2 separate regions of the Mus musculus genome follow, and region 2 is linked to region 1. The links are chromatin contacts, called in public HiChIP or PLAC-seq maps. All regions are on one chromosome and are shown on one strand. The core of a region is the stretch at or near the end of the contact, and the rest is flanking DNA. Distances in the headings are between cores, read along the strand shown. Region 1 has its middle 19 kb from the start of Fbln2. Region 2 overlaps Slc6a6 (solute carrier family 6 (neurotransmitter transporter, taurine), member 6).

What was found. HiChIP or PLAC-seq counts read pairs in DNA pulled down with a chosen protein or histone mark.
Region 2: a contact with region 1 is called in a FOXA1 HiChIP or PLAC-seq map of pancreatic cancer cells. The contact joins two enhancer-like sites. A contact is called at or near these places in 1 of 15 datasets of contacts at CTCF or cohesin (the NIH/3T3 cell line) and 1 of 115 datasets of contacts at active chromatin or transcription factors (pancreatic cancer cells).

The regions. Positions count from the first base shown.
Region 1 is chr6:91,190,607-91,196,584 of GRCm38.p6, reverse strand. No RefSeq gene overlaps it. Among named protein-coding and RNA genes, the nearest start is that of Fbln2, 19 kb to the left of the region's middle. Within about 2 kb of position 3,559, at least 60 of the 459 cell types and tissues checked have an H3K27ac peak or open chromatin away from gene starts, as enhancers often do. A contact at or near this core is called in the NIH/3T3 cell line and pancreatic cancer cells, where this site is marked.
Region 2 is chr6:91,733,821-91,739,798 of GRCm38.p6, reverse strand. Slc6a6 (solute carrier family 6 (neurotransmitter transporter, taurine), member 6) reads right to left here. Exons shown (of 15, transcript NM_009320.4): 6 at 4,576-4,708. Among named protein-coding and RNA genes, the nearest start is that of Gm44981, 15 kb to the right of the region's middle. Within about 2 kb of position 3,163, at least 60 of the 459 cell types and tissues checked have an H3K27ac peak or open chromatin away from gene starts, as enhancers often do. A contact at or near this core is called in the NIH/3T3 cell line and pancreatic cancer cells, where this site is marked.

The DNA.
Region 1 (5,978 bases), core at 2,310-4,809:
TAGCAGTAGCCTCCTCTCTGGGATGCCATCTCATGCTGTGATCACAGCTCTGTGTCCTGCCCTAAAGATCAGAGGAGGAAGGGGAGGGCTGTCAGGCAAAGGTTTCTTTAGATCAAATGGCTGCACTATAGGAAGTCTGGCATGAGCTGCCTTGTCTGTTTGTGGACATGGGGACACAGAAACAGCAGGGGCTATGCTGAGGGTGAGATGGGTCCCTCTGGTGCCAGAAGTCCAAAGCCAATCCCCAGGAAAGAAGGCCTCCACCAATAGCAAGCACTTCTGAAAGAATGTACTAGAGAGTTGCCTCTTCAAGAGTATTCGCATTGCTGATAGCCAGCCACTGCAGCTAAGGAGGTACAGGGAGGCCAGTAGAGTCTGTCTGGCCTGGTGGCAATCTTCCACCACAGAAGACTGGCCATATCTTCTTCTCCACCCTCCCTGTTCCTGGAACCGCAGGACACATGGTCCCAGGTGGAGAGGGACAGGGGTGTCTCAATTAGCAGTGGCTAAGCTGGGCTTTTTATGTCTGAGCACTGGGAGTTCCCAGAGATGTAGATAAAAGCATGGGTCACCAGAGCCTGTGGCCCAGGACACCACAAGACAGATGGAAAAGGAAAGACTTTCCCCTTTTTCTGCAAAGTCCAGACTGCTCAGTATACCCGTGATATATATGTTTAGACCTGTGCTGCCTAGAGAAAGCAAGAATGGTTATTTGGGGACTTAGGGGTGAAAAGAAATCAAGGCTGTGGTCCAGCCTCCCCCCACCACTTAAGGCTCTGCTCCCCTTCAGGCAGGGCTCCACTTCCCTCAATGACATTGAGGCCACCAGCCTCTCACCATTCAGCTGAGCTGCCTACCCCTTGCAGGCCCACTCGTGCCCATGAAGCTCTGCCCTGGCTTGTGGACAGGCACTCAGGCTTGGGGACACACCCAACTGAGGTGACTTGATGTGCCTGAGAAGTGGAGCCCAGTCAGGGGTGTGGGAGGATGGGGCTGAGCAATAAATGCTCCTAGCAAAAGCAAAAGACAGACCACCCTCACCAGACAGATGGGAAAACTCCTAAACAAAAACCAACACACTAATCCAGACAGTTCTCAAAAGACAGCAAAGGCAGGTGGATAGTGCTTCTCTTGAGCCAGGCATCCCAGAAGGGCCAGAAGATATCTGGCTCAGCAGTTAGGAATAGAGACTATTCTTGGAGAGCACCCAGTTCTGTTCCCAGCGCACAGCTACCTGTTACTTCAATTCTTGAGAGATTCAATACCCTCTTCTCACTTCCTTGGCATTTGCACATACAGTGCACCACACACACACTTTTAAACACTTTTTTTCCCCCAAAACAAGGTTATTCTGTGTAGCCCTGGCTGTCCTGGAACTCACTTTATAGATCCGCCTGCCTCTGCCTCCTAAGGCTGGGACTAAAGGTGTGTACCACCATAGCCCAGCGCCCCCCACCCTTTTGGACAGTACTCACTATATACCTCTGGCTAGCCTGGAACTCATTATACACACCAGGCTAGCCTCAAGTTCAGATCCATCTGTTTCTGAGTGATGAGATTAAAGGCACCACCATGTTCAGTTAAATTAAATAAAATAAACCTCAAAGGGGGAGTGTTCCCACTTTAACTGTAGATGGCTCTACAGTTAAGAGCACTGGCCGTTCTTGTAGAGAACCTGGGTTAGATTTCTGTAGCGGTCTGAATAAAAATGGTCCTCATAGATTCTTATATTTCCCATAAGCTTTTGTATTTGAATGTTTGGTCCCCAGTTGGTGGAATTATTTGGGAAGTATTGGGAGGTGTAGAATTGTTGAAAGAAAAAAAATATCACTAAGGGTTAGGCTTTGAGGTTTCAAAAGCCAACACCATTCCCAGTTAACTTTCCTGTCTCGTGGTTGTTTTAAGATGTAAGCCCTCAGCTACTGTTCCTCCCTATGCCTACCTGCCTACTGCCATGCTCTCTGCCATGACAGCCATGAACTTTAACCCTCTTAAACTGTAAGCCCCAAATACGTTCACATTAGTCATGGCAATAGAAAAGTAACCAAGACAGATTCTAAGCACCCCTGTGGCAGTCCTAGGAGATCTGGCACCCCCTTTTAGCCTCCATGGCTACTCCATGCATGTGGTACACAGACATACATGCAGGCAACATCTATACACATAAAATAACAGAATATAAAAAAGAAGGAGGAGGAGCAGAAGAAGCCACAGCCATCTTATTACAGACTGGAATGTGAGCTTGATGAAGCCGGGCTCCTCTTACAAAGGCAGCATGGAAAGAGCTGGAAGCTGACCCTACCTAGGCAAGCAGTCACTTCTCTGGATCCACTGGTTCTGGAACCTCTGGGAAGCCCAGATCCATAGGTGCTGAAGCCCTGAACAGCTTTCTGTGTCTGCCTCCCCCTTCCTCCATAAACATCTCTCACTTTTTAAAAATAGTTCCGTGATAGCTATAATGTTTATGCAACCTACCACTGCAGCTCAATAGAAAGAGGCAGGGTCACGGAGCCTTGGAGTCAATGCCCCAGAGCTTTCCATCTTCCCAAATGGCAACTCTGACCCCTTTAAAAGGTAACTCCCAGCCCCTGGCACACAATATGCTACCTTCTGGTTGAATTTAACTGTTTTAAGGATGCCACACAAGAAGAATTATCCAAAGTTTGCCTTTTTTATGAGCAACTTGTTCATTTAAATAACCAGAATTCATCCATGATTCCAGCTGGTGTCCAGTCCCCTGCCTTTTAGACATGGGTTCTATTGTCAGACGTGCTGTGCTCATTGGTTTACTTAGGGCTATTATAGTTACTGTGTGACAGGCATGGGTGTGCAAGCTGCTCTTTCCATCCCCACTATCATGTCTTGGGAGCATACATCTCTGATTTCTCCTACACAGACTCTCAGCTCTATCCAGGGGCCTCAGATGTCCCGTTTCAAAAGAAGCAGGCCTGTTGTTTGCTAGGAAAAGAGTATGGTGAGGTAGGAATGTGGAGGAGAAACCTGTGCTGGCATATCTTCACAGCAATCCAGAGCTGGGTCACAAGTGCCTGTGCTTGTCCAGGATAGTTTTAAAGTCAAGAGATCCAGAGATTCTATATTCTGGCTTCTCTTGAAAAGCTAGTGGGTGAATCTGAGTGGGATACCTGCAGCCAGAACCAAACTGTGGCCCTAATCTGGCCCGACTGTTCTCTGACCTTGTTCCCTGAGTTTCCTATGCTGAGCTGAGAGCCTGAAGTTCCATGTTTTGAGATGCCCTTTGACACCATGCTGTTTAACTTTAGCTGAGCCTTGGGGGACCAGGGCAGAGGTTAGATGGTACAGCCTTAAAGCAACAGGCTTTAAAAACAGATGCTGAGTGCAAGCTCTGTGTTGATGAAGTTCTGTGTACCAAGACAGTAATGTGCTGCCCCAGCACAGTCTTCATCTTTGCCAATCAACTTGGCATTCAGCCTGACTATGGCCACAGGGAAAGCTCTTCCAGAAGCATACAGATGGCCATGCCTCACCCTGCCTGGAAGCCCTGATGCCCCCTATGTCATCAGGCCAGAGTCTGGGTGACTCAGCCTGGTCTTCCAGGCTTGAGAGCTGGCTCTGTGGTTTCCTTTTTCCCATACCCATACCACATTCCTTCCTCTGCCTTGAGGCCCTTTCCTATCACTCTTTCTGAACACTCCTACTCATCCTGCAGGACCCAGCTCTGGAGAGAGAGACTGTAAGTAGCATGGGGTGGGGGTGTTGATAATGGACCACTGCTGCAGGCTGGGCTCTGGGGAGAAACAGATACACTGGCGGTGGTGGCAGAAACAGCACCCTTGAGGGAACCAGAGCAATGAGGAAGAGGAGAATGCAGTAGAGAGACTGGGGTAGGGCCCAGGGTTGGCTGCAAGGAGTACTGTCTAGCATGGGCAATGCTGGAGTCTGCCAGGGGTTCTGAACAAGAGAAGTACCCCCCGCCCCCAGGAGACTGAGGTCCACATGGATCTTGGCAGGAAATGGAAGAGGATGACGAGTCAGGATGGAATGGCCTAGAAAAGAATCAGAGGATACAAACCAGCTGGGAAAGCAGAGAGCAAGGTACCAGAGGGCCACAGAGGGCATGCAGTCAATGTTATGCCCAAGTCCATACTGCCCAACCCTAAGGTTCAGATGGAGGAGAGCAAAAAAGATGTGAATGGAGTAGGGCTGGGGTCAATCAGTTACCATGTATAGCAGCAGGGCAGTGGGGCAACAGGGCAGCAGGGCACAGGGCAACAGGGCAATGGGGCAGCGGGGCAGCTAGGCAGTTGGGCAGTGGGGCAGTGGGCAGCAGGGCAATGGGGCAGCGGGGCAGCTGGGCAGTTGGGCAGTGGGGCAGTGGGCAGCAGGGCAATGGAGCAGCGGGGCAGCGGGGCAAGGGGCAGCAGCCATGTGTCACTTTAACAGAGATCTTGCCTATGGAAGTGGGAATAGTAGATAGTTTGGCAAACTCCTTTCTTGAGATTACCTAGATCCGTATCTCGGCCTCTGTTTCATCCCTCTCATCCTAGCCACTCAGCTCTGGTTTAGGCCCCTCTAGCCACCCTCATTGGCTGTCCTGGGAAAGCTGTCTGCCCATGCCCATTCAGTGCACTAGTGGCTTTGGCCTCTCAGATCCAAAGAGCGGTCTTTCCTGCTGCCCCGCCATAGAGATGTTCCCCCGGAGCCAGAGACTCCAAATCCTCTTGGCCTTTATCCTGCCTGTATACAACCTGGGACACAGCCCAGTCCTGAGTCTGAGTGATAGTGGGGGTTAGAAGTCTCCAGGGCCAGTGTATCTCTGGGTATGCCCTGTCATCCCAGGACGACCACATCTGCCATCTCAGTTTCCCAGCTCAGAGAGCTGTGAGCTCGCCCCTCTCACAGCACAGCTGCTTAGCAGCTCTCTTCTCCCCAGCCACTGGGCCCAGCAGGGACCCTGGATCAGCAGTGATGCTCACCACACTGGTGACCCTAATCCTATGTGCAGACAGGGCTAGTCCCAAAGCCTTCCCCTCACAAGAGGCCTTTGTCTGGCTGGTCTTCTGCCCACTCCCCCATCTTTCCTTGTCCTCTGCCAGGAAGGAAGTTTCCTGCAGAGCATCTCCTACTTCAGACCTCAGATCAGTAGCCCCATCCTGCAGTAAGAAGAGACTGGAAGGGCCAGATGTGGGCTCCCTCTTGTTGTCATGTCCTGATGCAGACCCTTGGGCTCATTCCTGCACTGTTCTAAGCCCACTCCTTGAACCTCTAGATGCTTTCCTTCCCAGAACAGATTTAAGAAGAGGTCATTCTTGACAGTCCTCAGCATCACAAGCCCATTGCAAACTCAAGGCCTAACGCTCATGTAGCCTCAAGCCTGACTCCTCCTGCCCATGTGACTTGCTAGGTTGTTGCTGTACCCCTGAGCAGACATGGTGGCAATCTCCCTTCATTCCTAAACTGACTTAGTTACTATTCTATCCCCGTGACACCACAACCAAGGCAACTTAGAAAAGACAGCATTTAATTTGGGTAATTTGGGTCTAACAGTTCCAGAGGGTTCGAGTCCATGACCATCATGGTGGAGAAATGACAGAGGCAGGCATAGAATCGGAGCGATAGCTGAGAGCTTACATCTGATCCACAAGCACAAGGCAGAGAAAGAGAGAGCTAACTGGGAAACTGATGCTTGTGGAGGTCAGAAGATGGTGTTGGATCCCCTGGAACTGGAAGTTCAGATGTTATGAGCCATCATCATGGACATGTTGGAAATCAAATCCAGGTCTCCTGGAAGATCAGCCAGTGCTTTTAACTGCTTAGCCATCTCTCCAGTCCCCCAAAAGTGCTTTTTAAAAATTCAGTGATGGGCTAGGGGATGTAGCTCAGCTAGCAATGTGCTTGCCTGATGTGCACAAAGTACTCGGTTAGATTTCCAGCAGTGCATTAAAAACTGGTATGGTGGTACATGCTTGTAATCCCAGCACTTGGGGGTTGAAGGCAAA
Region 2 (5,978 bases), core at 1,914-4,413, 540 kb before region 1:
GCACGTGCTTGCCCTGGGTGCAGCAAGGACCCTAGAGACATATTGGTCTCACTTGCCGTGCCGTCTTTAGTGTGTTGTGCGACCCCTGAGCCTCTGCCACTTTCCTTAAATATGACATAAGGGTCTCTCTTATAGATTTAAAAAAAAATCCTGTGGATAATTCACATAGCCCATTCAGGCTCAGAATTTAACAAAGCAGGCAAGACAGAAAGCATGCCCACCCTTTGAAGAGATTATGCAAAAATACAAACATACAGACTGAGTCAACTATCAGGGACCCTAGGCAACGACTCAGCCCGTGGTCACATGGCACTCAGCACATATCGGCTAGCATGACAACTATCAGTATAACACAGGGGTCGGTGGGGGGGTTGGGAGTAAAGAAAGGGCTCGAGAGATGACACGTGGCTGAGAGGACTGGCTGCTTTTGCAAAGGACCCAAGATTGATTCCCAGCATCCACGTGGCAGCTTAGACCCAGTTGAAATTCCAGTTGCAAAGGACCTGACATCTCTGGTCATCTCTGACACCAGGCACACATAATATTTAGGCAACATACCTACACATATTTAAAAAAAAAAAAAAAAGACAGAAGCAGGTATAGGTGCACATCTGTAATCCTAGCACCCAGGAGGCTGAGGCAGATGTGTTCAAGGCCTGCCTGGGGATACAGAGTGAGACAAGGGGTCAGCTCCAACTCTGAGATGCAGGCCATGTTGGTCACTCTCTCTGGGTTTCTTCTCATATACAATGAGGACAAGAGTCACAGCAGCCCTTATCCAGGGGAAGATGGGTGAGCATCGGCACGGTCAGAGCCCAGCCGATGACTGTCAAGACATACAGCCTGCTTGACAGTGACTTGAGAGGTAGGCAGGAACTTCCCTAAGGTCATGCCCAGAATGGGAAAGACCCAGCAGGTTCCCAGCTTACAGGAGACCCATGGGGTCACGCTGTGTGGCTAGGGTTGGGATGAGGAAGAGATGGGTAATAATGCCCTTTGCCTGGTCCTATGAGCTGTTTAGCCACCCCACTGCAGGGTAGTTGGCCTTTACCATGGGTAGAAGGCCTGAGGGAGGCCATACTTTCTAGGAGGTCAAGCCCCTTGGAGAGGAACTCAAGCACAATGGCTGGTACTATCACTACCCTTCCCCACTTTTAGGGGAGAGACGTGGACTAGATAGGCTTAGGTTCCCAGCTCTGAGGCTAAGATAAGGAGATGGACTGGCCCAGAGGGTCAGCTGGAGTTTACCGCTCATCTATCCTACCTCCCAGTTGGCAACTGTGGCTGCCGCTTCCAGGGGGAACTCTGATCTCACCCTCTACCGAGGTCTTCAGGGAGTGTTTGGAAACAGCCCAGAAGGTGGTGGCAGGGCTTAAAGGAGGGCCCTCTCCTGCCTGCTACCCCTCCCCTGGATGCCTTTTTTCTTTCTCTGGGCCTCTGTGTCCCCAGCCACCCTCGCTTCTTTTCCCGTGATGGTCTGACAGACACCCGGGACAAAGGCCAATCAGGAAGCCACTAAAAGTATAAAAGAAAGAAAATCCTCCTGTCCCCTCCCTTCCTGTGGCTAGGCAGGCAGGCACCCCTGGCCAGGTCCCCTCTCTGAGGCCCTGCAAAGCCACACCCAAACTGGTAAACAATGACCATAGAAAGGCACGCCACGGGGTTCCCCAGAGGGCTACAAACACTTCAGAGTCAGTGGACTGTGGCCAGAAGCACTGGTGGGCTCACTGGGGTGGGGAGGGCTCCCTGGCTTGCCTCTTCAATAAGCCTACTATGTGCTATGAACTTACTTAATACTTACCATACCTGGATGAGCCATTACAACATGTCCCTTCCCTTGTGAGCAAACAGGCCATACCAGCCGTCATGTCACCTGTCTGGAGTCCCCAGTTAGAAGTAGGTGTTCAGAGGTAGGATCTAATCTAGGCCAAGTACTTTTGGGGCTCCCCTATCTTTGGGAGTGTTACTGTTGCTGCCACCTCCCCATCACACCTACCCAGCCGTCTCTCTAGAAAAAGCTACCCTTGTTTTGTAGCCTTTGCTACTCCTTGGATGAGCCCGAGAACCATTCTCTCAACTTTTCCGTGACTGTCCCTCGGGATCCTCTAGGGAGAGGCTGGTGCCAGGCGCCACCTTGGGCCCCTGACTGTGGCCCAGTAGGCCTTGCTGTGGGACGTGGTATTTTTCCACTCCTGTTGCTGATCCTTCAGAACAGGGCCAGAGGCCTTGTGGAAAATGGAGGCTTAGGGGGCACCTCATCCCTGGTCCTCTGGAGGTTAGTGGGTTTGCAAGAGGGACCTGGCTTCCGGTCTCCTGCTACTTAGCTTTACTTGGGAGCAGATGGCCTGACCAGCAAGCTCATTCGATTACATTACACCAGGGGAAACTGAGGCTGAGCAAGGTAAGAGGTTTTGTAAAGTCATTCCATTTATAATGGACAGAGCTGGGTCCAAACCCAGAACTAGCCCTGTCTGCCCCATTCTGCTTTGTTTCTGACAAAACAGGCTGTCCTGGAGTGTGACCACAGACCCAGCCACACACAGATCCAGACCTTTCCAGGGTGAGCACCAACAACCTGTCTCCTTGTGAGAGCAAGCAGGAACATGCCAGGCTTCTGCCTCCCTGCACCTGCCAGCCAGCACGAGGATGAGACGGAGAGGTGGGAGAAGGGAGTTGCCTGAGTTCAAATCCCAGTCTGGTCACCGACAAGCTGTGTAGCGTTGGGGAACGTTAGTTAAGCTCTCTGAACCTCAGTTTCAATTGTACAGGATCAGAGAACTTCAGGGGGATTAAATGAGCTGTCGCCAACATAGAGGTGACTCGTGAGTATTTCAGCAACCTGGTTAGTTGAATAAGTGAAACTGACATTCATCCTGGGACCTGTTTCAGACCCTCAGAGAGTTGGAAAGGCCAGGAAAGAAAAGCCAAGCACCTGAACTCGGGTCCTCCATCCATCACCCTCCCGTCTCCTGGACTAAGTTAGCCACAGAAACAAACTTGGCCACATCTGGTGTGCAGCCAGGGCTGGAAGCTGAAGCCAGCCAGTGGGTGGGCCCCTAAATGGGGTAGGCGGGCAGGCGGATGGCCTCTGAAGGCCTCTCAGCACTGAGCTGGAGAAAGTCCACAGAGTTGTTTGTCTTGGCTTCTCTGACCCATCAGGGCTGCTATTGTTCTAGGAACCACACGTGCCTCACAAGCAGGGTATAGCTCAGGGTAGATTGGGGTGCCTCTGGCCAGTCATGTTTTCACAGTAGCCATAGCTACACCCTGGCACCCCCCTATTTGGCCTTGGCTCTGTCCCCTTTGTAAGTGTGCTGTGTCTCAAACATTGCTGACTGTGCCTTGTAGACATCAACTTACTCCATAAGACTGAAGTAAGCTCCCTACATCCTGGCCAGATGCACTCCAGGGCCTTTTACACTGACCACTGCCTCTGTCTGCAACCCTCTTCAGATACTCAACTCTCTATCCCCTACTCCTGTTGGCTCAGTCACCACAGTCACTTTTGCCCAGCCACCCTATAAATGGCACATGTGCCCCCTGCTCATCTTTCTAGCTCTTCCCAGTAGCCACACATGTTGAACATGTAGATACCTTCACTCTGTTTCTACAACGAGATCCACATACAAGAGGCTCAAAGGACATCACAACTGAACCGGACTGACTCTCTCCAGCATGCTTAGCACCAGAGTTCCCCCAGACACTCCTGGACAGACTAGCTTTATATGGGAAAAGGAGGCAGAGGGAAGAAGGCAATTGCTACTTCCTCAAGAGTGAAGGACAGGTCCATTGGTCTGCAGACCTGAATCTTGATGTGCCTCATCTCAACCCTCAAGTTCACTGTTCAACAGCCAAGGGGGCAGCTCAGGGGAGGGGCTGCTCTTAGACAAGCTGCCTGACCTCTTATGAGTCTTAGCTTCCTTGGTGTTTATAGGAGAATAACAAGCACGCTCCCAGGACTGTGGGGCAGTAGGAAGCACAGTGGGCAGGGTCCCTAAGAGAACAGACAACATCACATTGCCTATTTGTCTTACGGAGAATGTTAGCAGGGAGTGGTCCAGGCCTGGCTGGCTTCCCTTCAGACTGAGGTTCAGTACAGCAGGGGGCTCTGCACCCTGTACAAGGACAGTCATACAGGGCAGCTGGGTGGTCCTGCTTCAGCATCTCTTTTAAACTCTGGGTGCTGCCAGATCACTTTGCAAAGTTAGGGTCCACATTGTGGGTGGATAATCAAAGCCAGCAGTAGGGCCGCCACTGGCCTTTGGCTCCGCTAGCTTAGCTCACCATACCAACAGTGCACATCAGTGGCTGGTGACAGAAGCTCAGTGGGGACACCTTGGTTGCCTGCCAGTCACAAGGTCACTAATCTCCTGATCAGTGAGTAGGGGACACCCAGGGACTTTACCCAGTAAGAGACAAAGCCACACGGGGCTGTGTGTGTGTGTCTTGTCAGAGCACTCCTATGTCCAACATGGAACCTCCTTCTAGGTAGCACTCACTGAAAGGTACTTCAGCCTTCAAGAGGAGCTGGCCACAGTGGGGCTGTCCCTGAGGCAGGGGATGGAGTCCACTCACCTTGCCTGTGGATCGAACACCCTTCCAGATGCAGAAAAAACAGACGAGCCAGACTAAGAGGAGGCAGAGCGCGAGGTCCCATTTCAGACTGCCTGGGTTGTCGATTCCGGAGGACAGGCTGAGCACATTGCGCCTTTAGGGAAAGAGAACAAGAGGTCAGGGGTTGGGGGCCACTTGGCAGCTAAGCCAGCATGGGCAAGACCCTGGGTTCTGTTACCGGCACCATGACAAAATGAACTACAAAGTGCTCATTTTCATTCCAACACTGGGGAGGTTAAGGCAGACAGGACTGCCTTGAATTTGAGGCAAGCCTGGGCTACATCATGAATTCCAGGCCAGCCTAGACGACAGAGTGTGACTTTGTCTCCAAAAAAAAAAAACCCAAAAAAAACCAAAAAAACAACCAACCAACCAACCAACCAAACAAACAAACAAACAAAAAAACCAAAGTCAGGATTCTTAATAGGTGATCTCAGGCTCACTCCAGCCTGGCCATGAGCAAGTCAAGTCCCCGAGCCTCTGTTTCCTCATCTGTAAAGTGGAGACTGATTTAGTTGGCTGAGCAAAAAGGTACTTGCTGCCAAGGCTGCTGAACTGGCCTGCATGCATGGGACCTGCATGGTGGAAGTAAAGGATTGGCTCTTTCAAGTTGTTCTCTGACCGCACGCACACGTGTACACACACACACACACACACACACACACACACACACACACACACACACACACGTGCACACATACATTTGTAAATGAGGAGTGATCACCTGTATGACCCATGCTTGAGACTACAACCTTCAATTTTGACTGTGGGGCAAACACTGGGTTCAAGTCTCAGCCTCTCTCCAACTGTTAACCTTGGGCAAGTTATCTAACCAATCCAGGCCTCTCTTAGTATGTAAAGTGGGCGTGACTCCCTTCCCAGCACCCTCTGTGCTAGCTTCCTTGATAGAACTCGGATTGTTAGCTGGGAATGGTGGTGGTATGTACCTGTATCTCAAGCTGAGGCAGGAGGATTATGAGTTCCAGATTACCCAGGGCTACATAGTCAGATCCTTTCTCAAAAGAACAAACCAAACCAGCAACAACAACAACATCGTCATCAACAACAACAAATACCCTGCATATTATCTAAATTTTCCTCAAGGTATAACACTCAGAAAGGCAAAGTGGGTCCTGTATAGACACAGGGTACCCAGGGTACCTATCTTACTGGAGTAGCTTATGAGGAAAATAACCACAGAAAAAAGTCTGATACCATACCAAGGTCTGCTGGTGCTGTCCCCTGATACACCTGACCACATACTGCAGGATGAGAGTATACACACAGAGAAGATGCTGGTATACAGCAGATGCTTAAGCAAAACCCTGCTCTCAAGAAGAAGCAAGTCCATGGCTTTTAGGACA